4 separate regions of the Mus musculus genome follow, and regions 1, 2 and 3 are each linked to region 4. The links are chromatin contacts, called in public Hi-C and HiChIP or PLAC-seq maps. All regions are on one chromosome and are shown on one strand. Each heading gives the region's core, a stretch centred on a gene start, on an enhancer-like site or on the middle of the called end of the contact. The rest is flanking DNA. Distances are from core to core; before and after follow the strand shown. Region 1 holds the start of Fcrls (Fc receptor-like S, scavenger receptor). Region 2 has its middle 5.7 kb from the start of Gm24472. Region 3 overlaps Kirrel (kirre like nephrin family adhesion molecule 1). Region 4 has its middle 17 kb from the start of Etv3l.

The links. Hi-C and Micro-C count contacts between places; a contact is called where the count stands out from the background. HiChIP or PLAC-seq counts read pairs in DNA pulled down with a chosen protein or histone mark.
Region 1: a contact with region 4 is called in an H3K4me3 HiChIP or PLAC-seq map of forebrain, with 5 times the contacts expected there. The contact joins the promoter of Fcrls here to the enhancer-like site in region 4. A contact is called at or near these places in 4 of 39 promoter capture datasets (embryonic stem cells, hippocampal neurons, liver and 1 more), 1 of 15 datasets of contacts at CTCF or cohesin (large pre-B cells), 8 of 484 Hi-C or Micro-C datasets (the P5424 cell line, bone marrow-derived DN2 thymocytes, bone marrow-derived macrophages and 5 more), 4 of 115 datasets of contacts at active chromatin or transcription factors (cardiomyocytes, embryonic stem cells, forebrain and 1 more) and 4 of 9 other capture datasets (adipose tissue, liver, macrophages and 1 more).
Region 2: a contact with region 4 is called in a Hi-C map of Sertoli cells, with 3 times the contacts expected there. The contact joins two enhancer-like sites. A contact is called at or near these places in 2 of 15 datasets of contacts at CTCF or cohesin (the NIH/3T3 cell line and large pre-B cells), 21 of 484 Hi-C or Micro-C datasets (B cells, CD4 T cells, the G1E-ER4 cell line and 12 more), 2 of 115 datasets of contacts at active chromatin or transcription factors (bone marrow-derived dendritic cells and embryonic basal ganglia) and 2 of 9 other capture datasets (adipose tissue and embryonic stem cells).
Region 3: a contact with region 4 is called in a Hi-C map of cortical neurons, with 3 times the contacts expected there. The contact joins two enhancer-like sites. A contact is called at or near these places in 1 of 15 datasets of contacts at CTCF or cohesin (large pre-B cells), 38 of 484 Hi-C or Micro-C datasets (the AtT-20 cell line, B cells, the Ba/F3 cell line and 20 more), 5 of 115 datasets of contacts at active chromatin or transcription factors (SST interneurons, bone marrow-derived dendritic cells, embryonic basal ganglia and 1 more) and 2 of 9 other capture datasets (embryonic stem cells and liver).

The regions. Positions count from the first base shown.
Region 1 is chr3:87,261,312-87,267,262 of GRCm38.p6, forward strand. It overlaps Fcrls (Fc receptor-like S, scavenger receptor), which reads right to left and starts at 2,213. Exons shown (of 8, transcript NM_030707.3): 1 at 2,134-2,213; 2 at 868-888. The coding sequence starts at 2,164.
Region 2 is chr3:87,069,450-87,075,741 of GRCm38.p6, forward strand. No RefSeq gene overlaps it. Among named protein-coding and RNA genes, the nearest start is that of Gm24472, 5.7 kb to the left of the region's middle. Within about 2 kb of position 3,917, at least 64 of the 459 cell types and tissues checked have an H3K27ac peak or open chromatin away from gene starts, as enhancers often do. A contact at or near this core is called in Sertoli cells, embryonic limb bud and myocytes, where this site is marked.
Region 3 is chr3:87,094,261-87,099,800 of GRCm38.p6, forward strand. It overlaps Kirrel (kirre like nephrin family adhesion molecule 1), which reads right to left. Exons shown (of 16, transcript NM_001170985.2): 3 at 3,482-3,646; 4 at 1,377-1,526. Among named protein-coding and RNA genes, the nearest start is that of Gm24472, 30 kb to the left of the region's middle. Within about 2 kb of position 4,286, at least 49 of the 459 cell types and tissues checked have an H3K27ac peak or open chromatin away from gene starts, as enhancers often do. A contact at or near this core is called in SST interneurons, brain, cerebellum and 4 more, where this site is marked.
Region 4 is chr3:87,564,516-87,570,080 of GRCm38.p6, forward strand. No RefSeq gene overlaps it. Among named protein-coding and RNA genes, the nearest start is that of Etv3l, 17 kb to the left of the region's middle. Within about 2 kb of position 1,891, at least 226 of the 459 cell types and tissues checked have an H3K27ac peak or open chromatin away from gene starts, as enhancers often do. A contact at or near this core is called in the P5424 cell line, SST interneurons, Sertoli cells and 12 more, where this site is marked.

The DNA of each region.
Region 1 (5,951 bases), core at 963-3,462, 300 kb before region 4:
ACTGAGAATGATGGAAGGGCTAGGAGACAGAGAAACATGGTAGCAGTTTTCCCTGAGACTGAAGTAAGGATGTTAACTGCAAGACACTTGGGTTAGCGGTCTTCATTTCTGAGATTTTACTTGGAGCTGTATTTCCTCAACATGGCCACAGTTATGCATCTATAAACTTTTTACCACAATTTCTGAAGGCTCACTGGATCCCATGAGGTTGCTCTAGAGACCTCCCCAACCAAGTAATTTAAAAACATTCTTGTTTAAAATTACAAAGCTGGGCACACAAGTATCATCTTTTCTCCATGTTGTAGAATGAATGTGTTCTCAAAGGCTTAAGCAAGGAAGAAAGTATAATTTCCCAGGCTGCCATGAAACTAAGTGACTTCTTAATTTCATTATATTAAAATTCCAATAAGAAAAGGAAAGCACATGAGGCATTGGATTGTTTATGTCCCAATGGGGACCTAAGGGTGTCCTTGCCTTCTGCAGAGCGTCTCCTCTGCCACAAATGTACTCTCAATTGCCGCTTGCGATGGGCATGAGAATCTTTGTCCCCATTGACTACACAGATGCCTTTCCCTGTCCTGTCTGCCAGGTCAGCAGCGAAGGGGAAATAATTCATTGCCTTGAGAGTCAGGACATGGTCTTCTTCCTATCCAGCAATAGCTGGCAAAACAGAGGTTGTGGCATACCCTGGCCCTGCTGACCAAGGGTGAGGAGTGAGGTGCCCTAATCCTGCCGCTCTCTTCACCCTAACTCTGACTTGGATTCCTTCTGCTACCTTCTGCTAAGATGGTTTGCTAGGCAGAACCTCCCATGCCCAAGAGAGTGAGGTTCTGGAGATGTAAAGGAACAAAGAGAAGACTTGCTCACCGGACTGGACTCCGACAGGAGCTGCAAGGGAACAAAGGCAGAGAGATTACACAGGACCAAGGGCTTCACACTTTTTCACAGGTTCTGGCCCTCCGAGGACTCCCAAGCACTTCCCTCTCTTTTTCCTTTTGCTTCTTCCCCCTCCCCTTCCCTTTCATCTTCCCTCCTTCAGTTCCTCTATCTTTTTCCTCCATCTTTTGTTCATCCTTCCTTCTCTCACTCACAAACAACATTCCTACAGAACCCAGGATTCATTTTTATAATTCCAATCATGTTATAGCTGGTTCTTTTCCATTTCCAGGAGTTTGTCTTTTGCAAGCAGAATTTCAAGAGTTTCAAGTCGCCTACCTTTTCAATTTAAATGGGTTTTTTTGAAATTAAAATAAAATTAAATCATTTTCTCCTTTCCCTCCTCCCCAACTCTTTCTCAAATTTATGGCTTCTAATTCTCTCTCTTTCTCTCTCTCTCTCTCCATATATGTATATGTACATACACACATATACATCTCTATATAATACAACCTGCTCAATCCATGTAATGTTACTTGTATATATATGATTTCAGGGCTGACCACTTGGTATTGGATAACCAGTTTGCGGGCTCCACCTTGAAACTGTCCAGATTATTTTGCTTAAGAGAAATTACCTACACAGGGCAACCTAGGTGCCAGGAATGGGCCTGCTTATATTTCATTGAGGTTAGTTCTCTTCCTTTCTGCCTTCTAGACCTCCTGCTGTGTATGGGGCAGTGTAGATATGCTCCTATGATATCAACTATTATCAGCCAGGTTTGAAGTCTATGTAGTGTCTAAATGTATGGAGATATGAGCTCAGCCAAAAATGGTGGAGCCTGAAGTAGAGTCCGGGCCTTGGGTGTAAGATTTATTGGGCTGTGTATGTGTTCACTCTAACAGAAACCACCTTTGAAGCTCTTTTAATGAAAATTTACTGTTTTTACAGAGATCAAACAGAAATAATAGAGACAAATCACCAGCCTTTAGTAAGAACACACACACACACACACACACACACACACACACACACACACACACACACACACACAGAGCCTTTTCCTTTTCTTGGGAACCCTGCTTTTCTCAGTTCCCATTTGCATTATACTTGCTAATATTGGATCAGAAGGAGAAACCTAGTGCTACCCCTAGCCCCCAGTGGGGAGATATATGCTCAGGAAGAGTGTCTAGGGCTGACCAAGCAGAGGGAGTCCCACCCTGGCACCACCCCAGGCCTTTTGAGCATCTTACCTACCGAAGACCAGAAGCAGCAAGCACAGAGGCATGAGACTCGAGGCAAGTAGCTCCCTTTGAGACAGGTGCAGCTCAAGTCCTTAGGGCAGATGGACCACAGATCTGGGATAGAACACTGTGGTTCAGCAGGGATCTGAAATAGGAAAAAAAGGAAGTGGCAAAGTTGTCTGTCAATCAGTCCATACCCCAACCCAATGGGTGCTGCAAAAGCAAACGTCCTTCCTCTTTACAGACTTGCTTAGATATTTGCTCGCTGGTGCGACATGCTTCTTCCTGCGTAGGACGCCTTCCTTTTATAGATAAGCTTTCTACTGCACTTGCCTTTCCAGAGAATACTGAGTTTGGGGCCCACTGAAATTCAAATCAGGTGCTTGGTAGTTTTCAAAATGTAAATCTCTTCTTAGTAGTCAAGAGACAGTCCCTACTAAGCAGCACCGTTGCCAGAGCTGGACTGACTCCTCTCCAGCGGTCAGTCCAGACTAGGTGGTAGAAAAATGACAACTTGTAAGAAATGGTGACAGGTTTAACAAGTTATTGTTCGGTAGTATGCATGCTCTTGGTACCCAGAAGGTGCATTTCCTGCTCAAAACTTCCTGTTCGGGAGATGATTGGTCAGATACAAGTAGGAATGAAAAGCAGGATGGACACAGTATGTCTACTGGAGGGTTTCTCTCTGAACTGTAATAGAGTGGTCTGAAGGGCCTCAACTCACATAGGAAAGATTCTTCTTCCACTCCAAATAATGTGGAAGGACATAGGTGCTGGGAGGTGGGTGTTGCACAACTAGCTGTGCTGGTTGGTTTGTGTCAACTGAAACAAACAACAGTTGTCTGGGAAGGGGGACTCTAGACTGAGAAAATGCTTCTATGAGAGATGCCCATAGGCAAAGAAGTAGTGCATTATCTTGATTAATGATTGGTGTGGGTGGGCTGAGATCACAGGGAGTTGTACCATACTCCTGGGCAGGGAGTACTGGACTGTATAACAGGTTGAGTAAGCCATGGGGAACAAATAATATTCCACGATGGCTTCTGCTTAAGTTCCTGAGTCTAGGTTCCTGCCCTGACTTTTCTTCATGATGAACTTACCTGAAACTATAAGCTGAAATAAACTCTTTCCTTCCCAGATTGCTTTTGGTCATTGGGTTTTTTGATAGCAATATAAACTCTAATGAAGACACGAATACACCATACACACAACTGATGGGTGGTTGCAGGGACTTTGAGATCAGCCTACACTGGAGTTCCCCAATGGCACCCTACAACTCTCTCCACAATTTGAGTAAAACTCATGTGTGTTGCTTCACTGTCTTGGTGTGGAGAAGACTGCTGGGAGAACGGTAGCATCATTTGAAGTAGAAACTTGAGGGCTTTCTGGAAAGCCAGTTGTGTTAGACAGTGATTGTTGAGACAGACACATAAAGCAGTGGTTTTCTAAAGTGGATGCAGGTGGAAAGATGTTTCATGAAGGCAGACTCATAAAAAAACCTCATAAGCAGACACAGGGGAAAAGATGTTCTGTTAAAGTAAACACATACGAAGACATATGATAAAGGACTTCTTGCTAACAACACACGTATATTGGCTCACCTTATATTGTGTAGTTGAGCTCCATTTGTTAGGACTCCATAGGAAAAAAAATGCACCAAAAATACCTTTTGATGATATGTTGCAGCTCCGTGCCACTATTTTTGGAATCAGGCAGATAGACAAAATGATGTCAACTGATCCAGACTCATGCAAAGTTTTGTAAAGACAGACTCACGTATTGAGACAAGACATGCAGTGAGATAAGACCCATGGAGGATGCGTGATGTTTAGAGGAACTAAAATAGACCACGAGAGCGGCTTGCTTTAGAACTAACTGTACAACACCTTTTGGTCTCATGTCTTCACTGGTCTTCACTTCGCTGAGAGAGACAGCAAAAAACTTCTCCTAGCGCCCCAGTTGGTCCTGACCCTGCTGAATTGTGCTGTGCCTATCTGGCTGAGACCTGGATATCTGTTCAGTCTTACCATTGCCGCTGATTCATGTTTGCTATCTCAACTATAAAACTGGACTGCTGGTATATTTGTAAAACATTTGCGAGTAGATTAACCTGCTTCTGCTGACCTATAAACTAAACTACTGATTTGCTAACAACACAGATGACATTTTCTGGAAAAAACAATTCCCAATCAGGTCTGCTTTTCCCATATCCTTTCCTTTCCACTGCCTGTGGTACCGGGTGGTAGACTGAAAGAGAGGTTAAAACGTTTAAAAACCATCCTTAAAGTTAGACTTAAAAAAAAATAAAAGTTACAATCATTAAAGTAATGGTGATTTTCTCTATGTTGAATGATATTTAGAGCTTCAGGGAGCAGATTCAATGAATGTAAAAATGGCCCCTCTCGGGACACCAGAAACTATAATTGGAAAAGAAGTTCCTCTGGCAATTCTAGGGGTACAGATTTCTTCCTGTGTTCATCTTCCAATGGTGCATCTTTTATGCTGGAATCCTATACCCTACCAAACCTGATCCATGGACACTGTTATCAAAAGATTTTAAAAAATGGAATGGCTCTAGCACAGGCTCTGAAGGCAAGCCTGGATCGTGTGACATGCCTGGACAGTAGGTGACAGCCACAGTGAGCAACTTTTGGTCCTATATTAGGTCTGGCCTCTGGCTTAAGTGCATGTGGAGAGACTCAGGGTTCATCTATAGACACAAAAGCATCCTACTTATAATAATAATTCAATCTTGCACTGTTCCAAAGCACCCTTGCATAGGTAGAAGCTCTGTCTTTCTCTAGGACTAACAACGGCCAGGAAAACACAAGAGCAAGTGCAAAGGCTATGCTTTCAACTCTAGAGATGGAAGGCACATGGAGATTACCAGGAAAGCTGAAGTCATTTTGAAATAGTTTGTGTCCAAGCACCATTCTCAAGAATAGAGATACTCATGGCTCCAAACTGACATCTGTTTGACATTTGTGCGTCTGCTATCAGGGAGGAGAAATGGAAATGTCAGCAAGTTGTTCCTGCCTGGAACAAAACCTCTAAGGTCTGAACAGAAAAAGAACAATTCTGCCTGCCTCTATCTCTCTGTCTCTCACTGTCTCTGTCTCTCCCTCCTCCCTCTTTCCTGAGCCCCACCCCTCAGATATAACCCAGGACCTGGAAGATACAATCAATTCTACACACAGTCCTGATGCAATTCTCCGACCTGCCAAAATAAAAATAAAACACAGTCAGCTCGAGCAGGACAGAAGCTTCTCTCTACCAGGTTTGTCCAGACTGCAGGCAGATACAGACATTAAGATTCCAGGAAATGAACTCAGGAAATATGTGGGTAAAGTGTTAGTTGCACAAGCATGAGTTCAGAGCTCTAGCACCCACTTAAAATGCTGGGTGTGTCAGTGTGTGTCTTTAATCCCACTGTTGGGTGGAGCGGATCTCCAGGGTTTGCTGGCCAGCTAGTCTAATCAATCGAAGAGCTCCAGTTTCAGTGAGAGATCCGATAATAATAATAATAATAATAATAATAATAATAATAATAATAATAATAATGTAAAGAGTAAGAAAGACATCTGATGTCAAGCTGTGACTTTCACACACATACACACACACACACACACACACACACACACACACACACACACACACACACACACACACACACACACACACACAAATGTGCATGTGCTCCAGAAAGCACAGTACTATGTATTACAAAAGGTCACAATAACTTGACCTTTGCCATTAGAATCTGACGGGGCTCTATAATAAGGCCTAAGTTTGGGCCTTTAAGAATTAAGTAATAAGGTTAGCCTTGAGTTT
Region 2 (6,292 bases), core at 2,667-5,166, 490 kb before region 4:
ACTGACTAATAGAACTTCAGGGATGTAAAAAGGTTGGAATGGTAGAGATCCAAAGCCAAATTATCTTGTTTTGGACTAGTTTCAGCCCTCTGTACATCAGTTCCTTACCCACCTCTGTGTAGGATCTAACACCCTGTAACTAGTGGATCAGACCCCTTTACGGATCTATTGATTTAGCAGACCATTAGTTTCTACCAACCCCAAAGCTAAGATTGCTGTCAGATGACATCTGAAGCCATAGGAGAGTTTCCCCTTCTTGTGTAGCTGTCCCTCGGCTTATGGTTTCCTTTGTTCTCTTACATACAACTCCACGAACTGCTCTCACATGGCAATACAGAACCTGCTGTTTGTCAGGATGTGATCACTCACATTTGGCTCCAGAATAAATTACTTTTTACTCTCTTTAAGATGGTAGCAGAATTTTTGCACGGAGAGCATAGTAGTGACAATCATGGAGGCAGGGGAATGGGAGTGGCTACTGAGGTGGTGGAGGAGGAGCACTTAATGGGGCATGAGGCCTTCTGTGAACAGATAAGTCCTAAGAGTCTTGGGGGGTGGGGAGGAGCTCACTATGTAGCCCAGGCTGGCCTCGAACTCACAGAGTTTCATCTTCCCTTCCAGTTCCTGCCCCTGCCTCCTAAGTGTTAGGACTAATCTTTAAATAAGAATGACTTGCATGCGTCTTGCTTTTCTACAACGATCTGAAGACTGAGAGGCAGAGCACGTGCTTCCTGGATGTCACATCTCACAAGAGAAGCGCAGCATGGAGGGGAGGTCCCACAGTCAAGGATCTACATGCTTGTTCTAGCTCTGATCTGCAGCTAATTCTTTAGCGGCACAAATGTCATCAGCTGGAGTGTAGCATGCGCTTAGCATACATGAGGCTCTGAGCTCAATCCTGCAGCCCCATCGCTCCAAAAGGCATGTGTTCTAAGTAAAAATAAGTGGTTCATAACATTTCAACTTTGAGGCGCTGGAAAATCTACCTTTTGCCACTATACTGACATCCCTAAAAGACACCAGCATCATAGACTCCAGGTACAGTGATGTTTCTCTGGCCTAAGAATGTGTCAGCATGAGTGTTATTCAGATCCTGGCATTAAACCTATGTAGTCAACCAGTAGCCCTATGCTTGAATGTTTTCTCCCAGCTGCCCCATGGGGCATAAAGAATGGAGAATAGGAGACGTTCCTTGAGGGTCTGACTTCAGAAGCTCAAGATTCATCTATATCTAATCACATATATGAGAGGGACTGACCAGACAAATTCTAGATTTATTCTTCCCATTGGTCCCTTCTTAATCATCTTCAAACCTCAACTAGTTTCAGTAAAAGTCACAGAAAGAAAAAAAACAAAAACAAAACAAAACAAAAACAAACAAAACAAAACAAAACAAAACCCTAAGACTCAGAAAGTTTTGGTGGTGTGTTCAAGGTCACATGGCTGTTAAATGGCATGTATGCTAGAGCCCATGTCTGTTTTCTTAAACCAGAAAGAGTACAGATCTGGATGCTGATCACAGGAAGGGGCTGGTCATTGTGCTCCTTGGAGGCTAATTTCTAAAAATGCCAGAATGGCTCACAGAGTAGTACATACCGCATCTGGACACACTGCAAAGAGCCCAGGTCATAATGGCTGCCATGGCCTTAGCCAAGCACTAACTGTGGGATATCCTCATGTTCATCTTCTAAAGATTTTTGTCTGAGAATCTGTGGTCATCTCTTGGTTCTATGGAAAAGATGGCAGTCAGGATCGTGGTGGCAAATAGACCATCTGTCTCTGCTAAGAGGAGCCAGAAGACAGTATATGAATCCAATGGAGAATAAAGGCAGACGTCAAAACTACAGCCACGGGACAAAAACTGGAAGTAAGCAGATCCAAGCTCAGTAGCAAGAAGAACTATCTTCCAATAATCTTGCCAAAATAATGGTAACCTCCTTTTTTAAAAAGGTAGTAATAACCAGGTGAGCATGAACAGTCACCACCACCACCACCACCAACAGACTGCCCACACTGGGTTACACCACATAAAACCACAAAAGTGAACAATCACTTTTGACCTGTAAAACCAGCCATTTTGAGTCAGGTAAGCATAAGGAATAGCTTAGCAACCTGGGACTCCTCCTGTTAATGACCATCAAACTTAGATTCTATCCAGTCATAGTGTAGTTACATCTGGGTACAAAACTGGGTTAGTTGAACTGGCCTGAATTAGCTTTGAGTGCATGTACAATAAGCCAATTATTGGGTATGCAAATGATTTAAATCTGCTGCACTGTGGGAAAGACATGCACAGTTAGCGAAGGCTCATGTAATCCAAGTCCGTCAGTCAAACTAGAGACCCACCCAAACAAACCACACCCATAGCGACCAAACTCCTTCTCTTGAACCCCGTAAGAGCAACCCCCCAATAATTGTCAGGGTCCTTCTGTACCTCACCCACATGTCTCACTGTCAGTTTTGAGTTTATTCTTTTCTAACTTTTATCACTTCTCTTCTTTGAATAGAGTTTCCCTATTATTTTACAATCTTTGTCTACCTTTATTTTATTTTCAACAAGATATCGAGAGTTCATAAATGTCCAAACTGGACTCTAACCGCTATAACAATTTATTATATCTTTCTACCTCTAGAGTAATTTTCAACGCCCCCCCCCACCACTGTCTTTCCTGTTTCACTGTCTACCAGGGTAGCTTCCCACTTTCTTACTGCTCCTCTCTGAGTCTTCCACACACATTCCTGCCTCAGGCTCTTCACAGCTGCCAGTGCCTTCGTCTGGAATCATCTTGTCTCTAGATAAATGCCCAGCTTACCTTGCTTGTAACTGAACTTTCAGCCCTTTCCTGACCACGCAGCATAAACGCTCACTCTCCTATCTACCCTCTGGGCTTACAGCATTTCATCTGTGTCCTTAGCTCTCCCTTCTCTGGCAGCCAACCTATTTATTGTCTTTTCCCCAGCTAATTCAGTGTGGTTATGAGAGCAGGGCCTGAGCTTTGTTCTTGGTATTGGGTTGATTGAGACTAATACATGGTGAATAGTCAGCCAGCATTTGTAACATGGATGAAAGAATACTTTTATTGATGAGGAAGCCAAGGCTGAGAAAGAAAGGCCAAAGGATTCCTCCAAAGGCACAGGGACTGGGGAGACTGAGACGAGCCCAACCATTCGGATTTCATACTCTATACAAAGTCACACTGTGTCCCTTGATGGGTTTGATGAGGAGCCCATATGTCTTCTCTGAGGCGAATGCTTTTGCTTAATTGGATCAGATGGCCCTGAGCTGCCTACAGTTTTTGAGGTTCTGTATCATATTTCTAAGTATTTATTTTGGTGAGGGAATGAATCATGGGCATTCCGAGGAGAGCCAGGTTTGGGATATCCCTTAGCCCCAGTCTTGTGTAATTCTGAGGAGCCAGCCTCTGCTAGGAATATTGGCAGGGCACTGTTTGAAAAGGTGCTTTAACCAGTGTGTCTTTTGGGGAAAGGGAACACTGATCTGGGTCTCAAAATATGAACTGTCCCCAGGATGAGCCTGCATGGAAAGCACAGGAGAGCAGGCGTCTGCGCAGAGGAAGACAAGACAAAGCTCCCAGTCCAGTTCCGGCTGCAGTCCTGTTCTCCACAGGAGGTTGCCTCTGTGCGGCTAATTACAGCGCAGAAAGGAAACAGGAAAGTGAGCGCTAATGAACTGATTTTTCTTTCTCTTCCCCAGGTGCCTTTTTTTTTTCTCTTTTTTCTTTTCTTCCAGAGAACTGATCCTTTGGATTTAGAAGCCTGGGGCCTGGCAAGATCGGACCTATTAAGCCCAGCTGAACAAGCACTTTCTACTGTCAGGTCATGGCTAGAAGAGTGTCTGCACCAGGCAGTGGGGTGTGTGGTATGGGATGATGCTACCGGTGTGGAATGTAACAGCATCACCAGTCCCAGACAACTCACATTTGGACAGCATCCCACGACTTACAAAAGGCTTTTGTATATCTCATCCCACTAAGTGCTCACAGACGTTCATGGAGAAGGGCAAGGGAGCTCAGAAAAGGGTGAGACTCACCTGCCATGTGAACATCAACCAGTTACACAGCACCGCTTAGCTCTTAATCTAGGCCTCATCCTGGACTTGATACTTCTTCCTGAACCCCGGGGGCAATTGCTGACATTAGCCCTCCGCCCCCCATGTGTAAGATAGGAGCAAACATCCCTTCCCCAAAGACTTCTCAAACCAAGCAGTTTCAGTAGAATGGAGACTATAAGCAATTTATTTCTATTTCACAGAGGAGAAGAGATAGATGTGAAGATGTAATTTTCCTGGATAAACAAATGGTGAAAAGCAGGATTTTAATGAAGATAGCATACACTGGCTTACAGTAGTGGATAACCACAAAACATTAGGCTCTTGGGAGCTAGGGGTATTCAGTGGTAGAGCCCTGTTCAGCACACACAAGCCCTTTGATTAGACTTCCAGACAATATCATAGTAAAATGAAGACACCATCAACACCCATGTTTTATCACAAATTGACATAGGGACCCTGCTTTGACCAATCCCTCAGGGGCCCAGGCAGAGACCACTACAACGCTCTCCACCTGGGACTGGGAGTGGGCACTTAGAAGGTCTTTGCCTTAAAAGAACATCGACTCCTAACTTAGCCTCAAAGATCACAGACACAGGCCAGGGGCTGGCACTTCTGTCTTCGTTGTGGCTGCTGTTGCCCTTTACTTTGGATCACCTGTTTAACTCTACACTCACGTGTGCTAATCACTCAAAGAATGCCCATCAAGTTTGTCTTATCTTCTTCAAGGTTGAAAGTCCAGAGACAAATTATCTTAAACTTCCAGTTGCCCTGAATTCACAGCAGACATTTGCACAGTGGAGCTCTCCCAAGCCCCAGCAGATGAGGGTGACTAGGAAGTGGCCATCTCCTGGGAAGCTGATTGATCCTTTTAAGTGCTGTGCTGGTCTGAATAGTTCTAAACTCATGTGTTTGAATGCTTGGCCCATGAGGAGTGGCACTATTAGGAGGTGTGATTTTGGAGTAGGTACAGCTTTGTTGGAGGAATTGTGTCACTGTGGGGGCAGGCTTTGAGGTCTCCTATGCTCAGGATCTGCACAGTGTGGAATCCAGTCTCCTCCTGGGTCCTGTAGTAGTCAGCCTCCTTTTGCTGCCTTCAGGTCAGGATCTAGAACTCTCAGCTCCTTCTACCTGGTAGCTTCCATGCCTGCCTGGACACTGCCATGCTCTCACCTTGATGATAATGGACTGAACCTCTGAAACTGTAAGTGATTCCCAATTAAATGTTTAAGAGTTGTCTTGGTCATGGTGTCTCTTCACAGCAATGAAAACCCTAACTAAGACAAGTAGTGGGCAATGATCAGGACTTCTTCGGACCACCTTACAGAACCAGGACTGAGAAAATGATCAGCCAGACCGTACTTTAATCAGCATTTCTTAACCATACTTTTTGCCTATCCACCCCAGTTCTTCCTCTGTTTAACCTAAGCCTCATGTTACTACTTTGTAAACCTAGGAGTCCCTGGATCTCTTTATTTATTCTTAATTGGGCCACATCAATTAGATCTTCTCCTCTTTCTTCTTTATCTTATCCATCTCCTTAATTGTTGTATAGGTAAGAGTGGCTGAACCTACCATGTTCAGACCTGTGAGGGCCAGGTTTTCACTCTAGAAATTCTGACAACATAATTAATGGGATGTTGTTCCTAAGACAGGAGAAAAAAATGGAACAATGAAACATTTTGGTCTGGAAGTGACATATTACTTCCATTTATAGCATATTGACCAAAAATAATCAAGTCAGCGTTGTCTGTCAGTTAGGGACTCAGCAAGAGAACTCTCAGCACTAGTATACACTGGCCACTGCTTCTCAGCTTGGCCTCACCAGAGCCAAAGTTCTTCATGGAAATCTGTACTTCTTCCAGCTTGAGCACTGGTTAAATTTCCCTATTTCACAGATTTGACTGTTTTTCTCCTCTATCACAGCATTCCTCCAGAACACGGGGATCAACTCTACTGTACTAGGCGATGGGATGCTGAATATTGCAGACAAGGTTTGGTGGCACTCATCTGAAATCCCAGCCCCCAAGAGGCAGAGCCAGGAGGAGTGCCACAAGTTTCAGGACCCCCTGCTCCACATAGTGGGTTCTAGGCCATTTTGTACTATTGAATGAGACCATTTCAAAATAAATATAGGCATATGACAAAGTAATGCATTGCTCTGCCTCTAAACCTGTTATTAAGTATTAAGGTCTATTGAACACAGTGACATATGCCTTTAAT
Region 3 (5,540 bases), core at 3,036-5,535, 470 kb before region 4:
AGAGAGAACCCCTGCCCGACGGTTGGGACTTCTTCAGGGTCACAGTACAAAAATGGCCAAGACATAACCTGAACCCAGGGGTTGGGATTCCCAGCATTCTGGAGCTCTTTTTTGTTACTAGGAGTTTCCCATATCCCCAGCCCCAAATAGGAAGGGATTTGGTATACAAACTCACTCATCTTAGCGCCTCTCTCCTTTCTCCCCACTGCAATGACTTTGTGTTAGAGGGAGGGCAAGGATGACAAGTGGAGACCAGAGGAAAGAGAAAGGGACAGAGAGTCAATACAAAGGAAAGAGAGGCTCTCAGACAGAACAGTCCAAGTAAGGAGAGAGAGAGAGAGAGAGAGAGAGAGAGAGAGAGAGAGAGAGAGAGAGAGAGAGGAGACAGAAGCACCAAGAACCATGACCACTGAGCTGCGGGGATTGTAAGACCTGAAGATGGGCCTCTGCTGCTTCCCCTTCTGTTCTGTGTGGAGGAAAGTCATCTCGTTATTCAGATGGCCCAAAGCGTGCCATGGTGACATCTACTCTGTCCCCTTGTGGGCTACCGCTGGGAGCTCAACCCCCACACCCAGCTTGTTTCTTCTGGCTCTGTTCCCCTGTTCCCTGATGTTCTAGGGAATGTCTAACAAGAGAGGAACATGCTGAGGGAAGGAGCAGCCAGGCAGGCTCGGTCGAAAGGGAAAAGGTCTGGGGTTCAGGGAGAGCAGAAAGCTGGAGAGGAACAAGCAAAGTTCTCTACACAAACCAGACTGCAAAACAAACCAGGAAAAGTATGGACTAGGTCTCCATCACCATCCTTTCTCAGGGCAGAGATCCCTGTCTGCACAGAGGCTCTGAGTCCTTAGTGTGATCTGGGCATAGGTTGGAGCACAGGATATCAAGCTTACAGAAACTACAGTACCCAGTAAAGGCTAGCATAGCACAGCCTCTTGCACACTGTATGTGCTTTTAGGTTTGTTTGTTTTACGATTTTTTTTTTTCTTTTTGAGGCAGGGTTTCTCTGTATAGCTCTGGCTCTGGCTGTGTGTGTGTGTGTTTGTGTGTGTGTGTACATGCACTTGTACCACATTATATGCATGCGCTTGCAGAAGCCAGAAGAAGGCAGTGGAATCCTCTGGAAGTAGAGTTACTAGTAGTTTTAAGCCATCGGATGTGGGTGCCAGGTACTGAACCCAGCTCTTCTGCAAGTGATTTTAACCACCTGGCCATCTTTTTAGTTGATGGCCCTAGTTGATGATGAAGTTCATGTAAGGAGTTGCTGAGAAAGAAAAACCAGGGAGAAAAGAGACATTAGGAGAAAGGCAAGGCTAGGGAAAGTTTGGGACGTTGAAGAGGGAACTGGAAAATGAGAAACCCAGCTTGGGAGTCATTACTGAGCACGGTGAGTTTGGCCCGCCGAGAGCGCAGGGCAGCCTCCGTGGCCTGGCACTCATAGGAAGCGTCATCAGACAGCTCGGCATCTGTGATCTCCAAGTTGTATTGCCCAGCATCCGCAGAGCCCACGACCCGGTACCGTGGCCAGGCTGCAGGGACAGAAAAGGGGAGACTAGAGTAAGACCAAGTCTTGAGGCCTCGCCCACTCCGCCCTCCACCCAAGACTCATTGTCTCCCCAGCTTCTCCTCACAGCAGAGCCCACATCCCTTCCAGGAGAGGTCTCCTTCCTTCTCTCTCCTGCCTACCACTGTCAGGTCAGGCTGTGAGGTACCAGACACAGACTCCATAGCTGTGGGACCGAAAAGCAGGAGGGATGATGAGGAAGAGAGAGAGAGAGAGAGAGAGAGAGAGGAGCAGACAAAAATCTGAAAAATCTGCAAAGCTGTTGGCTGGCAGATGTCTCTCATATGGATAGCAGAGGAAGAAAAGAAAAGTTAACCAGCACGGAGAGCAGAGAGAGGGCGCTGGTAAACATGGGGCATCTCAGTACTTACGGGGCGCTCTGTGTGGCTCACAAGGCCTCGCCCTCACCACACAGAGAGAATAAATAAGGTTTACTGGCTTCTTAAAGGACAATCCAAATGATATTTCTACTCCTCTCTAAGACACAGGGTGGGCCTCTGTGCCCGATCTGCCTTGCTTACAGGCTCCCGCTAACTCCCACCCAAACACCTACCGACCCCTCCCACTGCCTCCCTCTCCAGAGGCTATGGATTCCTCTGACTGCATATCTATCGACGTTGCTCTTTCTCATTTTCTCCCTCATCAACAATAGATCCGTCAAATCCATCTCCTTTCTTTATAGATTGTGCCATGCAGATTTCCTCGGCCTAGACACACAACAAATAATCTCACCACCTTCAAAAATAATAAGACCAGAAATATGTAGTCCCCCAACCCACTCGCATCATTACAGTGCCTCGTCGCTAACGATATTATCCTCAGAAAGCCCGTTCTGCCACTCGGCACAGAAGCCAAGGATGCGCTTTTAAGACAGGCAGGCTGTGACTGTTAAACCTGCTTCACAAATCAGCTAACCAAAGCAGAGCGGGTTTGCCTCAACTCATTCAGCGGGCAAGTGGCCGAGCTGTAATGAGGGCCAGGTATCTTGACTCTTTTTTTTTTCTTTTTCTTTCTTTCTTTTTTATTTGTTTTTGTTTTTGTTTTTGTTTTTTTTGAGACAGGGTTTCTCTGTATAGCTCTGGCTGTCCTGGAACTCACTTTGTAGACCAGGCTGGCCTCGAACTCAGAAATCCTCCTGCCTCTGCCTCCCAAGTGCTGGGATTAAAGGCATGCGCCACCACTGCCTGGTTGTATCTTGACTCTTTACCAAGAAGTGCTTCTAAGGGTTTCTGTGCTATCTGTGGGATATAGAGGGCTGGCGCTCTTTGTCTCCAACGGAATCTTTACGCTTTCTTCAGCACCGGCTGTATAGCTTGTGCTTAACAAATGCTTCTGGAATAATTAAACAAGAAGGTGCTTAGGCTGATGGTGTCTAAGCCGACACGGACCATGTAGGGGGCAAAGAAAAGCACGAAGCGCTCAAAAGGCAGACAGGGAAGGAAGAGATGCTGTAATTATAACTAAAACAAAAGCAAAAATAAACCAGAAAGGGCAGACAGTGCCCGAGCATACCATCTCGGGCATACAGGGGGCAGGGCAGGCTTCGCTAACCCAGCTCCTCCTGCATGACCTGTCTACAGCGCCCCACCGTGTGGGTGTGTCCCTGACTCCATCTAAAGCTCTCAATGTAAAGTCCTGTTTCCCTTGATCTCCCAGGCTGCACACCACCTTTCCTGGGCCAATTCACAATCTGAGGGAAGGAAGAGTTGGCAGGTAAGAGTGACAGACCTGAGGAGTCAGGAACAAGGAGAGGGAGCGAAGCCAGGAATCTAGGCTGAGAGCAGGGAGTAGGATTTCTGGGGGCTGGAGGCTGAGCAGCTACCACGCACCTTCCTTTCTGCTGCGCTGGGGATCAGACTCAAGGCCTTGCACATGCTAGCTTGCACTCTACTGAAGGTGCCATCCCAGCCCACTACTCACCTTTGAGGCCCTGGCCCATACCCAGGGCCAGCCCGTCCTTGGTCCACTGTACAATCCCAGAGTAGTTAAGGAGCACACACGGGAGCACCGCCCGCTGTCCGGCCACCACAGTCTGATCAGCTGGCTCCTGGCTGAAGCGAGTCTGAGTCCCGGGCAAAGCCAAAGCTAGCAGTGGGAAAGACAATGAGTGAGGAGGGTTCCTCACAGTACCCCATTCTTACCCTGCATCCTGTGCCACGTAATTCCTTTACTTCATAATCTCTGGCTCAGGGCCCCAGGTATAGGTCTAAGGTTCTGGAGGGCTTAGCAACCACAGAAATGGTTTGGCACTACTTAAACGTCTTTGGATTGGTCCTGATCCAATTTTGACCATTGACGTCCAGGGAGCAGCGCTGACCTAATGACCACCCCCACCCCCACCCTTAACGGCGGCACTAGGTTAGAGTTCAAGCCCTTGCTGTCCAGGTCCTGGGCTGTTCTCCACAACTCCTGCCTCTGCCACCTCCCCTCAGAATGTTCATGGATGACACATCCACAACAAAGGAGACTCTCAGGCCACTGTCCCTTTCTCCCCGTGCCGTGTGGGCCAACAGATGTGTTCATCTTTACCAGGACAGCATGTCTACTTGTGTGCACTGACGGTTCCTGGGCAATAGTGTACCCAAAGCCGAAGAGCCCTGAATGCAATTCATGGAACGCTGGCCCTGTTCCATGTGTTTACCCTTGACCCAAGGGCTGGGGCCCAGGGAGGGACACACTGATACATCTTGCATGCACACAGCCTCCTGCACCATGGGAGCTGAGACAGTGTGGGACTTTGTTCTGTTCTCCCTCTGGCTCCGGGAGCCACACATGGCTGCCTGGCTGGCAGCTTGGCCGGGAGCATTTGATTAGAGAACTGCAGAGTAATTGCCTTTAATTGTGGAGCCTAAATGGAGTAGGGAATTGGATTGCGGATTTCTTCTCTCTTGCTCCCACCAACGGGCTTGCTTCATCACTGGCTGGTCCCAGTGGTGCGTCAGGCCTCCTGCACACTGTGCACAGCACGGGTGTGGGCATTAGCATCCTACGATGGGCTATAGGGAAGCAGAGGGACTTTTGAGCGGGTGGCAAAGGGTTAAGTTGGAGGCTTCCTTGCCACAGCTCCAATGGGTCAGCCCAGGCAGTCAAAATAAGCTCTCTTCAAAGCTTTGACTTCTGGTTCACCTCTCCCTCCAGGTCCCTGGGTCTATAGAAGCCACAATCCAACTCCTCCCAAACCTAGCCTCTCTATTCCTCCTCTCCATTTCAAGACCTCCCTCCCACTCAGCAGAGAGGCTTCTCCCAGTTCTTGTTCTGGGATCAAACCCAGGGTGCTCTACCACTGAGCAACACCCCAGCCCGGAGTCCCTAGTCAACCCACTCCTTTCTTTTCTCCCCTTCTTTCCAAATGTGGTCCCACATTCGCCTTTCTGGAAGGTCCTCCTAGGCTGCGTCCATAGCCCCTGTGCAGGCATAGCTTGTCCCACCACTGAGCCTCGCTGTGGCAGCTCTAGCGACAGGATTTCCTGTCCAAAGCCGTCAGGGATTATGTCCCTGTTTTTGTCCTCGGGAGGTAGCTTGTTGGTGGAAGCGTTTGCCCTATCTGTTCCACTAGAATGGAACTTCTCCTCATTTTGGGTCTCCTGGAATCTGGTGGCCAGAATAGGACACAGGGGCAGGCTCTGTCCTTGGTTAAGTGAGACAATGAATGACTTTGGATCTGAGTGGGGCCAGGATGTTAGAAAAAAAAAGGTCCTTTTTTGAGTGTGTGTGTGTGTGTGTGTGTGTGTGTGTGTGTGTGTAAATGGCTCCCCAATTCTGTAGAACTGGCACCCCATCCTGTCTCTTAAAGAAGAAGAAGAAGATTAGGCCCATCCACATCTCCAGAGACAAGGTAGCAGGTGTTGAGATCCGGGAGGAAGGCTTGGTCAGGTGAACAGCTAGTGTTATCAAGTCAAGCATTTGCATATATGATTAGTTAAATTTATTCATATCCTTGCACGTTCTTGAGTGCAGCTATGTGCTACAAACTCTGTGC
Region 4 (5,565 bases), core at 641-3,140:
TATGCTAGTCTCAAACTTGTAGCATTCCACCAGTTTCTGCTGCACAAGGGCCGGGATTACACATGTGTGCCACCATTCCATGAAATGCCATACATTTCTACTGTGCTTATATATGCACTGCTGTCATAAGGATAGGGACAGAATAAAATTACTGGGTGAAAAATCATGACACTGTAATGGCTTCAGGCACATATCACTCATCTGACTTCCAGAAAGGGATATGTTGTTTAAAACTACATTTATGCACCACTCGCTATGAGCCTGACTGTGGTGGTTGGGATGAAAGTACCCCCCTCCCCATAGGCTCATACATCTGCATGCTTAGTCCCCAGCTGATGAATTGCTTAGGAGGGGGGCAGTTAGGAGGTGTGGCCCTATTGGAATAGGTGTGTACTTGTCAGAGGAAGTATGTCACTGTGGTGGACTTTGAGAAATTAAAATCCCATACCAGGCCCAGTCTTCTCTCTCTCTCTCTCTCTCTCTCTCTCTCTCTCTCTCTCTCTCTCTCTCTCTCTCTCTCTCTCTCTCTCTCTCTCTCTCTCTCTCTCTGCCTTCTACTAGAGGATCAGGATATAAAGCTCTCAGCTACTGCCCCAGTGCCATGCCTGCCTTTGTGCCACAGACAAGCCCCCAGTTAAATAAACATTTAACTTTATAAGAGTTGCCTTTGTGTCTTAGTCAGGATTTCTAATCCTGCACAAACATCATGACCAAGAAGCAAGTTGGGGAGGAAAGGGTTTTATTCAGCGTACACTTCCACATTGCTGTTCATGACCAAGGAAGTCAGGACTGGAACTCAAGCAGGTCAGGAAGCAGGAGCTGATGCAGAGGCCATGGAGGGATGTTCCTTACTGGCTGCTTCCCCTGGCTTGCTCAGCTTGCTTGCTTATAGAACCCAAGACTCCCAGCCCAGGGATGGCACCACCCACAATGGGCCCTCCCACCCTTGATCACCAATTGAGAAAATGCCTTACAGCTGGATCTCATGGAGGCATTTCCTTAACTAAGGCTCCTTCCTCTGTGATAACTCCAGCTGTGTCAAGTTGACACACAAAACCAGCCAGTACACTTGGTCATGGTGTCTCTTCCTTGCAATAGACCAGACCTGCAGCATCCTAAGTGCTTCCTATATGTCATTCCAACCAATGCTAGGGCTTCGGGAGGCAGTCCCTGTTTTCATCCCACTGTGCAGGTAAGGACAAGTACGGAGAGATGAAACCTGCTCAAGCAGATTCCTGCCAAGTGGCAGAGGTTGGGTGCAGACCCAAGCAGTCTCTTTACAGTCTGCCCAGGCATGCCGCTTCAGCGTGCCAACTACAGAGCAGAGACTTCCGGTGTACTCACCAGCAGCCCAAGACCCATTCCCTCTACCTGCACAGAAAGCACAGGCAGTAAAAAGGGGGCTCTTCAAGCACTAGTCTTTGTATGGCTCTAATTTGACAGCAAAGAAAGGCAGCAGTAGGTGATGCGCCCCATAGACTATAGAATACTAGGTCCTTTGCTTTAGAGGCGGTCCATGGTCCTAGAAAGTCAGGATGTCTTAATCCTTCTCTCAGGCTCTGCCTTCTCTCCACCATCTCCACGCCCTGGCTGCTCATGTACAATTCATCAGCTTCTCTGCCAGCCTAATGTTGCAACAGTGCAGGGAGAGGCAGCAGAGGCAGCCCTGAGCGGCTCACAGAGCTGAGCAGCCAGCTTACATAGCACCAATCACAGTCAATTACACATGGTGCATTGTGTTTGCACCAATCACAGCCCTGCCTCTTTCCATGGCACCAATCACAGTCAGTAACACATGGTGCTTTGTGTTTGCACCAATCACAGCCCTGCCTCTTTCGCACCAGCCACAGCAGTCCCTCTGTCAGGCCACTAAAGGAAGTTCTGCCCCTCTGGCCTTTGTGAAAAGGGTTGCAGGGTCATCCAGAGTTCACTGGGGCTGGTGACAGCGACGATCCAACAGCTGCAGATTGAGAAATCAAATAGCCCCATCCCGCAGGTGTCTACTTATGTACTACAGAATGAACACCAAGAGTGCTTCCACGGCTTGGAATTGGTGTTAACAATGATTTTGACAGGCTTACTAGTAAGTACATAATGCCTACCGAAGGGCAGGGTGAGTTCCCTTTATCTGTCTAGCTGGTGTCCTATTTAGGGTTGGTTACTGTTGCTTAAATGAAATATCGTGACCAAAAGCAATTTGTGGAGGAAGTCGTTTATTTCATTCACATTTCCATATAACAGTTCATCACCAAAGGCCGTGAGGGCAGGAATTCAAGCAGGACAGGAACCTGGAGGACAGAGGCTGATGCAGAGGCCATGGAGGGATGCTGCTTACTGGCTTGCTCAGCCCTCTTTCTTACAGAACCAAGGACCACCAGCCCACCTATAATAGGCTGTGCCCTCCCCCATCAATCACTAATTAAGAAAATGCCCTACAGCCAGATCTTATGAAGACATTTTTTTAGTTAAGATTCCCTATTTACAGATAAGTCGATACAGTCTGTATCAATAACAGATTGATCTAACAAAATTATTTAAAAGAAAAATGTAGACAAAATAGTGTGAGGATGGTACTAGATGTCAAGAGAGAAATTCCTGCATAAATTCATATGGACTCCATCATATACCAAAAGTCTAGAAAAATTAACAAGAACTAACATGAGGAGTTACATGTTGGGAAGAAGGGGGCAGATGTGAGAAGTGGGCTTCTTGTGAAGTATAAGGCTATCCTGTGTTTATTTCTGCTGGATTTAGTTTTTTTGAGATAGAGTCTCATGTAGCCTAGGCTAGCCTCAGACTCACTAGGTAGGCAAGAATGGTCCCATGTAGCCTAGGCTAGCCTCAGACTCACTAGGTAGGCAAGAATGGTCTCATGTAGCCTAGGCTAGCCTCAGACTCACTAGGTAGGCAAGAATGATCTCATGTAGCCTAGGCTAGCCTCAGACTCACTAGGTAGGCAAGAATGGTTTTGAACTCTTCCTGATGCCCCCAACTCCACTCCCTGAGTGCTCGGGTTATACATGTGTGCCGATCACACCTGGCCTCATCACGTGCATACAAAATTACAGTAAAATGACACTTTCCCCTGCCAAAACCACAGCACACAATTACGAGAGAAGGCCGGCAGAGTATCGCAAAAGTACGCGTGAGGCTTAAGCAATAATGGCATTGTATTACGAAGCTGCCGTTCTGTGGTAAGGTTAATTATAAAGACGAGTGTGTCATACTCCTTCCTTCCTCTGTGCCCTTTATTATCCATACGAAGGAAGTGACAGCCAGGTCCACACATAACCTCACACCTGCTTCTAACACAGAGGTCCCCACCCTCGAACTTAGACACCTGCCGTCAGGTCCACATGTTTCACTCATTAGTCTAGCATGCACATGGGGACTGTGATGCTCATTCTCGAAGCGTGGCAAGCTCTCAGGCGCCTCAAGGCTGTAACTCTATGGAGCAAGCCAGCAGCATGGTCCACGCAGACAGCAGAGGCCGAACCCTGAGAACCTGGCAATGCCCGTCAGCCTGAGTCCATCTGAGGCTGACTTTGCTTCCCATTCCACATCCCCTTTATCGACACCTCTAAGAGATGGGGATTTAGAGGACGAAATTTCAAAGTTTGATTTTGGAGTCTGTCCAGGAAGCAGGCCTGAGTACCACCCACAGCCAGATGCTTCCGAGGTTAAGAATTTTGCAGGGAGCCCCTACTAGTTCAAGCCATAGCTGAAAAGATTTGAAGGAACTTCTTAAACAATGTTCAGAACCATAGGCTTATCCGTTCAACAAGTATTTAATAAATGCCTCCTAAGTGCCAGGCACTGTTCTAGATTAAAAAAAAAAAAGTTGGATCCTATTCTCCAAAAATAACATTTTAATTCTGATTTAAAGCATTTGCCAAGGGCCAAGAAGTAAATTCCCCCATTACAATCAGTGGCCAACTACCTGCCTATGGCAAATGTACAACTTGGAAGAGATGTGAACTAATGCTGCTGTTAACCTATGTGAACAAATGCTGCTGTGAGCCAGTGTGAACAAATGATACCATTAACCAGTGTGAACAAATGCTGCCGTGAGCCAGTATGAACTGCACAATGAGAAACTACATTCATGAACTCTTAATAGTTTTTATCAAGGGCTAACTAAATGCCAGGTAATACTCTAGAACTTTCTAGTTATAATTTGTGGGGATGAGGTAATCAACCTTGTGAAGGAAGAAGTGGGGTAGAGAGGAGGCACCACAGGCTCCTGCGACTCCTCAGCGTCCTGATCTGCTGTACACAGCATTAGATCTAAGATGGCTCCCGGAACACCAGTGAGACTGCAAAAAGGAACAGAGGCTAAGATGGTGGCTTCTTCCACTGTCTCCATGGAAGTCCTATCAGGTGACAATGTTGCTTCTGACTTATGTCATCCGGCAGGGTTTTCATTGGAGCACAGTGGTGGTGTGGCGAGATACAATTGGCCAAGGATTTAGGGCTCAGGTTGGTTCAGACACTGTATATAGGCTTATGAACTGCACAATACACTCAGATCTACACCCTGTTGCTGGTCTCTGGAGTCTGTTTCCCAGGTTTGCCATGTGACTCCATCGCCTCTCACCCCTGTCCTCGCTCCTGTTCCCACAATATTGGCTAACTTCTCATCATTGTGACAAGATTTCTACTGTAAACAACTTAAAGGAAGATCTATTGGGGCCATAGTCTCAGAAGGTTTAGGTCCTGGTTGCTTGGTCAAAACCATAGGGTAAGGGCAGGGGTGGGGGTGTGTGTGGGGGGGGGGATGTACAGAGAAGACTCCTTATACTCTGTCAGGCAGGAACCTATGAGAGTAAGGAAGAGATAAAAATCAGACACACCTCCAGAGACCTACTTCCTACAGCTAGGCCTCACTGCCTAAAGTTTCCAGAACTTTCAGAAAGACTAGGAGGAGAAGAAGAAATGGGGAAAGATGATAAATTTGGAATAATCTCAAGTATTCCTGAGACATAGAATTTAAAGATGCATAAACAAAGACGAGAAAATGGTTTCATATGAAACCAGGAACACACAAGGAAAGAGTCACACCAACCGTGCTGTTGGTGTTAAAGACACTGACAGGCTACACTGTGTCTCTGTGAGCAGGAGTTTGGGACTTATCCATAAGCATCAGAGAGACCCTATACCCTCATGCCTACCATCTGCTAGTGTGATTACAGAGAGTTCCCAAAAATTCACCTAGCGGAGTCATCAGGACTTTGGAATTTGTTACATCAGATGCATCACCCTAACGAACAGAGAGGCTGTCTGCCACAGTAAGAGTAGAATCTGCCTCTGTACGGCTTAGTGGAGGAGACAAATTAGGATAAGGAAAAATAGATTCTTTCCGAAAGAAGAAGAACTTCAGAAAGCCAGGAGGAATGACAGGACAGGGGGAAGTGCAGACACAGAAGACGGGTGCACTGAGAAGTGTGGAGCCAGCACAGTCCCAGCAGTGTGACCCCTAACAAGGGCATGGGAAACAAAAGCTCACCAGACAGGTAAACCATGTGGTCCTGGTCAAAGGGGTTGCAGACCTGTGCACAGGACAAG